2 separate regions of the Mus musculus genome follow, and region 1 is linked to region 2. The links are chromatin contacts, called in public promoter capture Hi-C maps. All regions are on one chromosome and are shown on one strand. Each heading gives the region's core, a stretch centred on a gene start, on an enhancer-like site or on the middle of the called end of the contact. The rest is flanking DNA. Distances are from core to core; before and after follow the strand shown.

What was found. Promoter capture Hi-C pulls out the DNA fragments that hold promoters and counts their contacts.
Region 1: a promoter capture Hi-C map of hematopoietic stem and progenitor cells shows a contact between it and region 2. The contact joins the enhancer-like site here to the promoter of Gcm1 in region 2. A contact is called at or near these places in 21 of 39 promoter capture datasets (the 3T3-L1 cell line, the C10 cell line, the HPC-7 cell line and 15 more), 1 of 15 datasets of contacts at CTCF or cohesin (large pre-B cells), 5 of 484 Hi-C or Micro-C datasets (B-cell progenitors, the HPC-7 cell line, Th1 cells and 2 more), 14 of 115 datasets of contacts at active chromatin or transcription factors (the HPC-7 cell line, bone marrow-derived macrophages, double positive thymocytes and 8 more) and 5 of 9 other capture datasets (adipose tissue, embryonic stem cells, liver and 2 more).

Annotation. Positions count from the first base shown.
Region 1 is chr9:77,813,486-77,820,462 of GRCm38.p6, forward strand. All of the region lies in intron 1 of Gm34654 (a long non-coding RNA gene), which reads right to left. Among named protein-coding and RNA genes, the nearest start is that of Gm34654, 35 kb to the right of the region's middle. Within about 2 kb of position 5,581, at least 14 of the 459 cell types and tissues checked have an H3K27ac peak or open chromatin away from gene starts, as enhancers often do. A contact at or near this core is called in bone marrow-derived macrophages, hematopoietic stem and progenitor cells and neutrophils, where this site is marked.
Region 2 is chr9:78,047,900-78,054,742 of GRCm38.p6, forward strand. Gcm1 (glial cells missing homolog 1) reads left to right here and starts at 4,059. Exons shown (of 6, transcript NM_008103.3): 1 at 4,059-4,141; 2 at 5,913-6,092. The coding sequence starts at 6,018.

The DNA.
Region 1 (6,977 bases), core at 4,331-6,830, 230 kb before region 2:
TACTCACCTTTTGCCAATATCTCTTTCAAGCCTTTCATTTGCTTGGGAATTTCCTCTTCCTTCAACCTCCCAGCTGTGAGGGGCCTGAGAGGCCCCACTAGTTGAACCTGATTCCATCTCAGGTAGCAGCACTTTCCTGGGCCTTCTACCTTTGGACTTGAGGAGGAACCTAAAAGCTGCAGTGCATCTGGGCCTGAACTCACAACAGTTCTGTCAGAGACACAGGACCTGAATGACCCCCGGCTCCCCAACAGGACCTGACACACTCAGGCCTAGCACACTCAGGCCACCAACCGCCCAAGAGGAACCAGGAGCCTGACTGGGATGACATGCACTGTTGGGCTCTGACCTCCCTGGCAGCCTAACCTCTCCGTACCCTGGGCCTACCATCACCACCCCTTCGGGAATTTCCCCAAAGATCTAATGAGAGGCCAGCATCGGCTGTTTCCACTGCATGGGACGTTGCCTTTGCCTGGAATTTTATCTCCTAATCGCCTGCATGTTCTTCTCGGTTTCAAAACTGAGATCAAGGTCTTTTCTTAATTCCTTTCTTTGGCCTGAAAAATATTACAGTGTCTTGACCCCAGTGGTATCTCTTCATCCTTTCCTGTACTCTTGTCCCTGTGCTTGGGTCACATGGGACTCTTTCACACACACACACCCCAAGTATTCCCCTCTATTGCTGTTGCACTTTCTGCTCCTCGTCCCAGAATGCTCTGCTGCTGCTGCTGCGAGGCTCATATCTGCTCCAGTGCTCCCATTACTGCTCTCTAGCCCTGGCTCCTCCAGAAGCCGATTCTAAGTTGCCTATGTTTTGTGTATGTTCTCAGTCCACCTCCCAGTAGGCCAGTGCCTATAGGAGAGTTCTTGCTCACCTCCACAGTGTAAGCATGTAGAACATCTGGCCAGATGCTGCCCAGCCTGAATAAAGGCCGTTTCAATTTGATGTCCCAGTACCTTCAGACCACTCTGAATGAACAGAAGGCTCCAGGCGTGCCCCACATAGATTTAACTCAAGTGACTTATGAACAGGCCAGTCAATAGAAACTACTGTGAATCTTGTGGTTTCGGGGCAGTCCCATGGCATCTGCAGAACCTATCTCACTAATGAAGAAGCATGCTCAGAGATCATCTAGGTCTTATGGACAAGGCTATAGGCACTCCAAACCTTTGAAATCCTCTTCTTGGGAGCAGACACATCGTTGAGACACAAACCATTGGCTTTGGAATCCTTTAAATATAAGTGTAAAGTATGATGGAGACAGTAAGAACCGAAGGGCATGTGGAGAGACACAAGATGCTGTAAAAAAAAGAGCTGATAGGAGCTGAAGAGGTGGCACAGGGGTTAAGAGTATGTGTTGCTCTTACAGAGGCCCAGAGTTCAGTTCCCTGCACGTGCAACAGGTGACTCAGAACCGCCTGTAACTCTAGCTCTGTAGCACCTAACACCCTTTTCTGGCTTCCAAGGGCACAGCCCACACATATGCAAGTAGCTGAAAGTACAACGAAACATTTTTAAAAAGAAATAACTGGGAATACTATGCCAAAGACTGTAATAACTAGAAAAGGAAAGGAAGTTGGCATTGAACCCCAGGCTGGGCAGCAGCAGTTGATGATGGGCAACTGTGACTCTTGAAGACATTCAAAGCTGGTGTGTGGCAAAGGACAGACATTGTGAGAGAAGGGTGATCTTTGGATGGTGACACGTACTTTGCCTCATAGGTCCTCACTGCAGAAACAGGAGAGGTGGCATTGTTTTGAACATCCTATGGGCGCTGCTGACATTGGGTGTGCCTGGTAGAGTCCAAGATTACAACAAAATATCCTAATATAACCTTTAGCAGGCAGTTCATTAACTAGCCCAGCCTTTGGATTATATTCTTGGATATCATGACATGGAAAGTCATAGAAAAGAGATGTCTCTCAGGTGGGACTACAGATAGTAGGGTCACACAATCGGCCTGGGAATGGTTTCAATCAAAGGAGGAAAACAGATCTGACCTGGCCCTTGAGCAAAGAAGAGTTTTAGTGTTAGAGAAAGAGGTCAGGAGAGAGAAATGCTCCTAAGAAGGTACAGGGCCATGTCATTGATGCCAGGAAGCAGCAGGGTCTAGACGCATAAGATGGGAAGCTATTTGTCAGGTTTCTGTTCTGTTTTGGTTTTCTGTTTGTATGTTTGTTTGTTTGTCTTCTGAAACAAGGCTCACTCTATAGCCCCGGCTGGCCCCGAGTTTGCACGCTTACTCCCTCTGCGCCCTGAGAGTTGGATTTACAAGTGTGGGCGGGTATGTTCTTGAGAAGACAAATCCCTTCAATGCCTGTCATCCTGCTGTCCGCTGTGGCACCATTAGCATCTTGTTCCCACAAGTATCCCTCCTGGGCTAAGTCATATGATTTAAGGAGAAGCCCGACTTGACTGGGTGAAACAGAAGGCCAAGAGTAGGTGTAGAGCCAAAGCCCTGTGCTGCCTTTGCAGTCTGAAGACAGTGCAGACTCCGTGGTTATGTCCTGCTTTAAGTTTCTACCTTGGCTTCTCTCAAGAATCGTGCTGCGATTGAGATGTATAAACCCTTTCCTCCCCTGGTTGGTTTTGGTTATGCTTTCTAACACATCAGTGGAAATTAAACCGAGACCTTGGGTCCTGGTCAGCCATACACGGGGAAAGACCGTTGGAAGATCCAGTGAAGCGGCAGGCAGGCTTCTTGGAAAAGGCAACTTTCAGTTAAGGACTTGCAAAGTGGGGAAACCAGACCCTGGACAGGGGGAACCATGACGGCCAAAGTACAGGGCAGAAAAGAAGCAGGAAGACAAGCAGGAGCAAGAGAGGGGTTCTGTTCTGGGGTCAGAAAATTATTCAGAAGGCCAATGACTAGGGTGAGGATGGAGAGAAGGCTGTGATTACATCAGAATAGGTCTTAAATGAGGGTCCGACAAGTTTTTCCGCTTCTCTGAGGCCAACGCTGGGGCTTGTTCAACATGTGCTTCTGTGCTTCTGCCCAGTTTCCTTCAGGCAGATAAGTAGGGAGTCAGTGTGTTGGTGTGAGGTGACATCAAAAGACTAACGTGCAATTGGCAGGCTATGTCACTGTCCACTGGTCTCTACCAAAGGCTCACCTCACTGACACCCACAGGCAGAAAAGAGGTTTAAGCTGAGCCAGTAAGAAGTTGAAGGACCCTGCAGGGAGCCTCCACACAGGTTTGGTTTTTTGTTTGTGTGTGACCTCCATTCACCCTCTCAATGCCTCTCGGAAGTGGAGACTGCCCTCGGGGTTGCTCCTGGTGCTGTCCAAGGGGTCATGCGTGAGTTAGAGTGAGGATTTGAATCCACAGCTAACTCAGAATGAGGAAGAAAGGTGACAGAAAAAAGGACATTCTGATTGATTGACCCTGAGGGTGAGGTGAAGGTAAAGCAAGGTGAAGCATTCCACCACCCTCCCATCCACCCTCCCCTCCCCCACCTCCACCCCCTTGAGCAGCTTTGAGGCTGAGGCTGAGGCAGCTGATGGGAGGCCCCTAAGGGAGCCAAAAAGGCTGGCTCGATATAAACACTAGGCAGTCTGCAGTTTGAAGACCTTTAAGACCACTGTGGAGCTTTTACTGAGAAATATGCCTTGTAGACGCCTGTATTCTCACACTTGGTCCCCAGCTGGTGGCACTATTTGGGGAGGTTCTAGAACCTTTACATGGTGGAGCCTTGCTGGAGGAGTTCCACAGCTGGGTTGTAGGGGTTGTGAGTTTGTAGCCTTGCCTTGCATCCGGTTGGCTCTCTCTATGTTCCGTATGTGATTGGAGGCATGAGCTCTCAGCTTGCTGCTCTGGCTGCCTGCTGCTGCCTCTCTCCCACTATTCCGGACTCCCCCTCTTTCCCCTCGGGAACTATTATCCAGAATAAACTCTTCCATAAGTTGCTTTCGGTCACAGTGCTTTATCATAGCAAGAGAGAAGTATATGATACAGAAGTAAGCATAAATATCTTACACACACACCACACACACACACACACACACACACACACACACACACACCACACCACACACACACACACACACACACACACACACACACACACCCCACACACACACACCACACACACACACCACACACACACATACCACACAAACACACACCACACACACACCACACACACACACACACCACACACACACACACACATACCACACACATACATACCACACACACACACACACACACCCCACACACACACACCACGCCACTTTTTCTTTTGTGTACAAACAATGGACAAATAGCAATAATTCTTCAAAGCATATATGTTAGATCTTGTTCTTTTTTCCCCTTGAGAATTCATTCTTTATGAGCTTATAACTTGTATTCTCTCTCCCTCTCTCTCTCCACCAATGTGTGTGTGTGTGTGTGTGGTGTGTGTGTGTATGTGTGTGTGTGTGTGTGTGTGTGTGTGTATGTGTGTGTGTGTGTGTGTGTGTGTATGTGTGTGTGTGTGTGTGTGTGTGTGTGTGTGTGTGTTTCTGTCTCCACAACACAGCGTTTCATAGTATAAACTATTTTTGAATAGCTTTGTTTAATTTTTAAGGACCTATTTATTTCTATGTTATATAGACAAGCATTTTGCCTACATGTGTATCTGTGCACCACATATATCATGGGCCCACAGAGATCAGAAGAAGGCATCAGATACTCCAGAACTGGAGGTGCTTAACTGCTGAGCCCTCTCTCCAGTCCATCAGTGAGCCATCATGTGGGTTCTGAGAAACAAACTCAAGTCTTCTGCTAATTAGTTTTATGGCAACCTGACACAGTCACTGGAAAGGAGGGAACCTCAGTGGTGAAACGCCTCCATAAAACCCAGATACAAGGTATTTCCTTAATTAGTGATTGGTGGGGGTGTATCCCAGCTCATTATGGGTGGTACCACTCTGGGCTGGTGATCCTGGGTTTTATAAGAAAGCAGGCCGAGCAAGGCACGGAAAGCAAGTTAGTGAGCAGCATCCCTCCATGGCCTCTGCATCAGCTCCTCTGTCCAGTTTTCTGCCTGCCCTGTGTGAGTTTCTGCTCTGGTTTCCTTCAGTGATGAACAGCGATGTGGAAATGTAAGCCAAATAAACCCTTCCCTCCCCAACTTTCTTTCTGGGCATGGCGTTTCATCGAGGCAATAGAACCCTGACTAAGACAAGTAACAAGTGCTCTTAACTGCTGAACATCAATGGCTCTTAATCACCGAGCCATCTCTCCAGGTCCCTCGGCACATTCCATAGCCAGTTAGTTCAAATGTAGCTATGGGCTGTGCCAGGACAGTGAAGTGTAGTGCTGTTTGTCAGCTAGGAAGGACAAATAAAAGTATGCTTGTCTAACTAACTAACTAACTAACTAAATAAATAAATAAATCAAATCTTCGGGCTGGGAGAATTTATTGCAGCATTTAAAAAGTCATTCCATCCCACACTCCCCTCCTAAGACTGAGAAGTATTAAAAGCTTGGCCAGGTTTCCTGTCACTTTGAATTACAGTTACTCACAATGAAGCAAAGCGGCTTAGCTTTAGCAATTGTAAGCTTGTTCCCGTTTCTTATCACAATCCGGAAGCCACCTCCTCCACCCGTACCATCGCTGAGGGGCTTATCTCCCTCAATCCCTCCCCAGATTGCCTTTGTGAAAGATGGATTCCCCACAGATCTTCTTGAGCTTGAGCTCAGTGAGTGTGGCCTGTAAGTCTGTGCCCAGGAGGACGGTTTAGCTCCAAGTAATAAGGGGGAAGGCCTTAAGCACAATTGTTACTGATTTCAGAGACTATCACCCTGAACTGCACGGTGGGGATGAGATAGGACGAGCCACCAAGGAGTGTCCACACTTTGGATGGACACTCAATGATCACATTGGAATATACATTTGAGAACATTTTATATATGTGAGAATAGTGATTACTGAAACGATTGTTTTTTTTTTTTTTCTATTTTTATTTGCTTGTGTGTTGGTTGGTTTGTTTGATGTATGAGTGCTCTGTCTGCATGTACACCTGCATGCCAGAAGAGGGCATCAGATCCCTTTATAGATGGTCATGAGCCACCGTGTGGTTGCTGGGAATTGAACTCAGGGCTCTGGAAGAGCAGCTACTACTCAACTGCTGATCCATCTCTCCAGTCCAATAGTGGAGACAATTTAAAATAACTGTAGCTCAGAAGTTACTGTGGTGCCAATACACAGAATGATAATGGAGACTCTCAGGAACTACTATGGTCTGTCTCTAGGATGGAACTGGCCTGAAGAACTCCTGCCAATATCAGGGCCCTGTGGGACTAAGCAAAGATAGTAAGTGCAGAACCAGAAGGGCTGGTGAAGAGATGATGGAAGGGTGGGGACCTGCCATGTATCCACAAGGACTTAACATCTATATTTTGAAAACGGTCATTTGGCCTAGGATTAATACAACTAACTACAGTGTATATAAAATAGGACATGCAACTTGTACTTATTCACTGGGGAGCTAAGCCAGGGTTTGGGATATACGTGAATTGAATAAGACCAAGCTTCATGGGCTCAGATATTGGTACATTTGGTCCCAGTTTGTGGTGCTGTCAGGGGAAGCTTTGGCAGCTTACCATTGCTAAAGAAAGTACATCACTGGATGCAGGCTTTGAGAGTTAAAATCCTAATGCCATCTTCAGTTAGCATTCTCTATCTATCTATCTATCTATCTATCTATCTATCTATCTCTCCCTCTCTCTCTCTCATTCACTGCATTTGAAGATGTGAGTTCTCCTTTCCTTCTCCAGCTGCCATGCCTTCCAAGTACTGGCAAGCCTCCCTGCCACGATAGGCTCTCACCCCCCTGAATCTGTTAGCCAAAACAAACTGTCTTCCGTAAGTTGCTTTGGTTATGGCATTTAATCACAACATATGAATGGCTATTATAAAGTTGGTCCCAGAGACTAGGTTGTTGTGGCAAAAGCACCGATCATGTTGGGGTTTCCTGGAGGAATGTGAA
Region 2 (6,843 bases), core at 2,809-5,308:
TAGTTATGTTGTATGAAGACAGCTGGTGTCCAATGTGGCACTATTACCTGAAAATCCTGACCTGGCACCACTACCCAGCTGAATAGGTCTGACCAAAGAAAACTACATGTCATCAACCTTTGAAGGCTGACGTTTGAGAAACAACTGGTTCCTTGAGAGAATCTTACTGCTAAGGATTCTCCAACAAGATAAAAGCCCCCAAGGGCTTGTGATAACTTTTCAGATAGAAGCAGTTCGATACACAAGACAGCCTAGCTTTTCTGTTATATTAGAATATAATTTAAGGAAATTTCAAAGTGGTTGACTAAAAATAAAAATAAAAAAAAAAAAAGTCAGTCTATTGTCTCCAAACAGTCACTTTGTAGGTAGGGTCTTAAGTTATAACTAATTACTTTGAAATGTTTATTCATCTATAGCATGAGAATGGGCCTTAACATTTTGTTTTGTTTTGTTTTGTTTTTTTTGGCTTTTTGGAGGCAGCATCTCACATAGTCCAGGCTAACCTCTAACTTGACATGAGGTCAAAGGTGATTCCCCCTGCTTCTGTCTCCCGGAGTGCGGGTGGTCGCCACTATACCCAGGCTGGGATTTTTGTTCTTGTTTTGTTTAACTTTCAGTTTACAATTTTATGGGCGAGAAGTTGGGTTCATGGTTCTGTTTAGACCACGCGGAAGATATACGTGTCTTAATTATAGTTTCTACTGGCAAAACAGTCCAACCTGATAGTATTTAAGGTGTTACAACACAGAACATCATGACACCCAAGGACTTCCCTTAGAAAGCTTGGAATCTCAATAGGCAGCCAGATTTGTCATCTGCTAGAGACTCTCCTTAGAACAGAGATGGGCGCAGACTGGAGCTAAGATGCCCAGGCTTGGCTTTGGAAACTGTGGGGCTTTTGTAGTACATGAAGAAACCACCTAAAGCTACAAGCTTAATATTTAGAAACCCTAGAGGAAAGCCCTCAAGTTCAGCTTTTCACAGGTCAGAGAATGGACCTCTGGGCCATCCCTTGATTCTCTCTGGACTGAGCAGGAGCTGGGTGCCTAGGAGTCTGGCAATGTGATCCATCTCTGTGTTCTTCACTCTGAGTTGGGTGAGACTTCCCAAAACCTTTCCTAATATTAAAGGATGCTGTATAAGCCCTTCCAGTCTCACCTTTAGACTCACAGTGACCAAGGAGAGTGGTTTGTTTAGAAGGGTGGGTGAGCTTCAGACTCTTGGACTAGGAGCTGAGGGTGTGTTCATAGACTCCCCTCTCTGGTGTATGTTGAAAAACCCAGTTCTAAGGGTTGAAGGCATGCAAAACATCTATTGTGTCACCCATAGCATGCCTGAGGGCTGGAGCTGGCCTCAGGCTGGCGTCCAGGCTTTCTGCTCCCCTGCTAGGCCATTCTTTTCTCCTGCCTTTTAGATGCTGCCGTGTGACAAAGATGTACATCTGCAGGTCTCAGGTCAACCTTCCATTCGGCATCTGAGATGAAAGACTCATTTTCTCCACCTCTAATTTGGAAAATTCCAGAGAAAAGCTGGGTCAGGCTGGGTCCCATGCCAGATGGGACAGAAAGTTCTAAGCGATAGCCTTTGGGGGGAAAGGTGGCTTTCTCAAAGATGATGGAGGAAGGAGGCAGGGGTAAAGCTGACTCCAGAAGGAACCAGAATGAGGGGCAGCTTAGCTCCATAGCCCAAAAAGTGATTTCTAACATCATCCTTCTCCAGTGGATATTCATCCTTGGACCAGTGTTGGGCCTTACTTTAAATACCTTCTTTATAATTTCAACTAATATAATTTAATAATGCCCATTTCCTGAGGCAGTGGTGAGGATTAAATGATTGATATGGTGTCTAACACACAATGAAAGTTAGAAAGACTTCTTGATTAAGAGATGAGGCATGGCAGAACTGGGGGATTGGACTCTGGAACACTAGTTGAAATAGATTCTGGAAGGAAAGTTTTATGCGTGGAAGAAGTCCACCCGTTAGGTAGGAATCAGAGGTCATAGCTAGGCCGAACCCTCCGTACCGAGATGACAGAGAGGTCCTGGACCAGAAAAGGGCAGTATAATATGACTCTCCTGTTTGCTTTCTTTGACAGTTTCAAACATGACCGATGCCTGGGTTATGAATGCCACAGAGAGGGGATGTTGCCAGAATGTAATATCTAGGGAGTCAGTACATGAGACGGTCCCACACCAATAAAAGTTATCTCACCTCCAATGCCTAAAGCATTACTATTATACTCATGAAATCAGCCAGAAAGATCCCAACAGACTGGTGGCAGACTGAAGGGAATTCGGGGGTGGGTAAGAGAAGCATTAGCAGGTAAGGTCAGCTACTCCACAGGTGGTTCTATCCACATTTCCTAGGCAGGGTCCTTGTCCAGGGAGGAAGCAACAAATGGAAAAAGGACACAGAGACTTCTACTTGCACGGAGGCGGAGACAAAGACCACAGACCCAATCCAGCATCGGTTGTCTGTGATGCTTGACTGTACAGTTTTATTTCTCATGTTAGAATCGTTCCTAGCTGAGTGTGGTGGGCATGCCTGGGGAGAAGGAGTAGGAGTGACAGAAAGACTATGCGCATCAAGCGTAATTTAGGGAAATGCCCAGCGTGGCCTCTGATTCATTGTAAGAATTCAGTCAAAGGAAGTTGATAACAGTTGGGAGAAAGAGGAAGGAAGACCAGGAATTTCAAGTGACCTTCTGCTACATAGTAATTCTGAGGTCAGCCTGGTCTATAGGAGGTCACTCCCATCTCAAAAAACTAAGAAACCAATCAATAAACAAAAGCAAAGAATTCACAGAGCCAGTAGCAGAAGTGAGGATTTGGCAAGTTGAGACCTCAGCCTTAGGGCATGGAGCTCACTGGGTAGAACCTGTCCTTGGGACAGGCATAGCCCTGGTGCTGCAGCTGGAACCCAGCAGGAGTTTCCTGTGAAGGAAAGGAGGGGGAAAAAAAAAACCCTTCGACTCAGAGCAGCTGGCAAGCCAGGTCAGATCCACATCAACGAGAGGAGGCAATCCCACAAATTAAGCAAAAAATATCTACATTTGGTACATGCAGAAAAAAAAAAAAGCAAGAGTTTGAAGCTATGTGACCAAAATACAGTCTTAGATATCTACTGAAAGATTGCACTATGGATTAGCCACAATGATAAACAAGACAACAGATTTTGATTTTATTTTGTGATTAGAAAAACAGTTACTGTTAGTGATACGGTTAAGGGTTCTGAAATATCATCGAAAAGAGAAGTCACGTGTTTCAGAACAGTATTGGAAGATATTGGATGGGTCTGTTAGAATTCCTAAAAGATGGGTCAGATTTAGATATGGAAATGAAAAAAGACCTTGGGGGAGGTGGGGGGGGGTTTGCTGTTTAGCTCAGGCTAGCCTTGAATTTGCAGAGACACTCCCTGGAGTTAGAGCTCTGCCCTGCCACCCTGAACTACACAGAACTTCTTGATGTCTTTGATTCTCCGTTATATCTCCGAAGCCCAGCAGACTACCTGGGATTCCGCAGAGGAGCTGGGCTTGAAGAATTGCATTCGTTGTCAGGTTTGATACACTTAGAATTAGAGATGGCTTTCAGTGTTTCTGGTTTAGGGCTGCTAGCTGTCTAAAAACTATCTCAGTAATTTCCATCCCCCCCCCCCCTCGGTGTTTGCACTGCCATGAGTCTCCCTGTCTGCCTTCTCGCTCACACACACAGAGGATAAAACGCATCTACTGTAAAACAGTCGCTCTTGGATTCAATCTATAAAACTATCAGGAAAAAAAAATCTGTATTTCTTTTCAGAGTTTTGTTTTGTTTTGTTTTTCCCTCAATATCCTTTTAAGTTAGATGTCCTCTTAGCATTAAGGAGGGGAAAGTTCAGAGGCACACCATAGAATATTCATCACATGGCTAGCACCCTGAGAAGAGCTGGGCTGCTCCTACCTGTCCCTGGCTGAAAGCATCTTGATTTTGATTGGACAGTTGCCAGAGTCATTAGCATAGTGTACCCTGACCTGGGTTAGGGAACAGCGACCACTTAGAAATGAACAGAACTTGCAGGACCTGAGCCAGAGCTGACACTTGTATGACACCTGGACAAGAAGCTGACAAGAAGGACAGACTCGGGAGCACTGAAGGCGGACAGGGTGAGTTGTGTAGCCATGGCCACAGGCTTTATTTGTTCTAGGTCATGGTCTGTAAAAATGATGGAAGCTGAACACGCCTTGGTCACAACTCTGAAATAAAAGGAAGTCTTGAAAAATTTAGACCTTTATTTTAATCCTGGGGAAAGATTGAGTTTACTTACTGACGGGATAAAGCAGGTTTTCCCCAATGTCTTGTTCTTAGTTTTTAGGGAAATACTAAATTAATCCTCACTTCATAAAAGTATGTGTTGGAGAAAAGTCTCTTTAAAGTTTTTAAAATTATTGTACTTTTGGGGAGTAAAATCTTTATTCCTCTGCTCTTAATTTAAAATCAAGTATCTAGCCTTGTCTAAGAACAGCATTTTTAGGTTTAGACAGTATAAATCTTGTTTTCCAACTTTTTTTTTTTTTAATCTGTTCTGTTTTGTGTGAAGTGCGCTGTGGGTCATAACCATTCTAATTACAAGTTTGGGCTAGCAGAGTTAGGGCTGTGACAGACGATGACTTTTACTATTCACTACTTCTCTACTTGTCATGTGAGCGGTCTCTGAACTGAGGTGGCAACCATCTTTTTCCAAGCAGCTCAATAATTGTTTCCTAAACATAGAGATTTACTTAGAAGTTACCGATGAGGGGCCGGTGGTAGCACCTCGGTGGTTCAGTGCAAGCCCCGGCGTCCATCCTCAGCGCCACAAACACCTCAGCCCAGAAACAAAGCTAAGACAGACTGAGAAGAGCCTCTCGCACATTTAGTCTTGAATGGCAGTGTTTGCGGAGGGGACTGGACTTCGTGGTTTGGGGGAAGGGGGCTGATCTTACAAAGGTGATGAACAGTTCATGGGATTTATCTATAAAAATATTAGTTAATCTAAAGTGCTATGGGCATAGTCCTAAGCTAGCTGTGTCTTTTTATGCAAATTTACATATTTTTGGTAGAACTAGGTGGTTCCAGGTAATAATGGCTCCTAAGGCTCTTATAACCCAGATCTAGCAATGAGGATGGAAATATACCTGAGGATAAAAGTAGGGACCAGAGTATTGAAACCCTAAAGTCTACTGTAGCAAGTGCTAGTGGCTTCTGCAGATTTTTTTATTGGCAGTTGGTACTTGCAAAAATGTCAATGAAATTGCTATTTCCAGCAGACAGGTAATAGATGGATTCTTTCTGTATTGTATTACTTTGTTGCTTCTTTAGAAAAAAAAAAGATTTATTTATTTTATGTATATATATGTACATTGTTGCTATCTTCAGGCACACCAGAAGAGGGCATCAGATCCCATTACAGATGGTTGTGAGCCACCATGTGGTTGCTGGGAATTGAACTCTGGACCTCTGGAAGAACAGTCAGTGTTCTTAACTGCTGAGCCATCTATCTCCCCAGCAGCCCCTTGTTTCCAAGTCTTAAGCTTTAATGTGCACATGGGACTGAGCTAATGATCACCAGAAAAATTATTAACATGTGTGAATGCATACACACACATTCACACACACACAGAGGTCAGAGGTCAGAAGACAGCTTGTGGGGTTTCTCCTACCATTTGGGTTCCAGGAACTGAATTCAGATCTTCAGGCTTAGTAGCAAACCCATTTATCTCCTAAGCCCCCCACCACCCTCTTTTGAGACAGTCTCATATTGTAACCCAGGCTGGTCCTGAACTCACGGCAATCGGCAATCTTCCTGCCTCGGTCTCTAGGGTCTGAGCCACCACATCTGGCTTTGTAGTTTCTAATCTCTTAAATCATCTGTGTTATTATCATTTATTTACTTAGCTTTGAAAAACAAGCCCTTCAGCTGCTCTTGTGGCCCGAGTTCTGAGACTCCAAATAGCTCTGACAACTGGAGTAGAGAAGAGCCTGTGTTGAGCAGACCTTATCATGGAACTGGACGACTTTGATCCTGAAGACAAAGAGATACTGAGCTGGGACATTAACGATGTGAAACTGCCTCAGGTATGCGCTTGGAGGACTGGCCCAGCATGTGGCGGTGAGGCCTGATGCTCAACTCCCCCCCTAGGCTCTAGAAGGGAATCTGTCAGATCCTAGCCAGGTGAACGCCTTTAGAGCTTCAACCGTACAGCTAAACTGAGGGATTGCAAGGGGAGAAGTAAGGCCTAGGATTTGAAACCCACAAGAACAGACAGAGCCAAAGAAAGCACTGCTTCCTCCCTTTCGAAGCTGGCTCACTCAGTTTACACACTCAGTACTTGCAAGCAGAGTGACTCCTCTTAAGGCATACAACTCCATAGCGACTTCTTTACTGTGACACTTTTAACAGTTAACCCTGACCCTGGACTATCTGAACAGTGGTGCCCTTGGGGTCACAGCCTGCTCTTGAGGGACTTAAGGAACTACCATCCATGGGTTCATTGGCTGGTCCCCACTCTACCCAAGAGCGCTTGCTTTGCTTGTCACACGGTCTGTGGCCTCCTCTATGCAAATAGCTGTGCTGTGTGTGCATATGAAAGAACTGGGGGGAGGAGGGAGACAAGGTCTTACTCAACAGCCCAAGCTGGTCTTAAATCCCCAAAGGAGCGCAAGCTTGTCTTGAACTCACAATCCTTTTGCTTCTGTCTCCCAATCACAAGCCCAACTAGCAAATAACCTTTGAACTCTAATTCAATGGAAAGCATTAATTAAGACCAAGTTTCTGTGTCTATCACTCCTATCTTGTCCTCTCTTCCTGGTGTCTAAAGATGGTTTT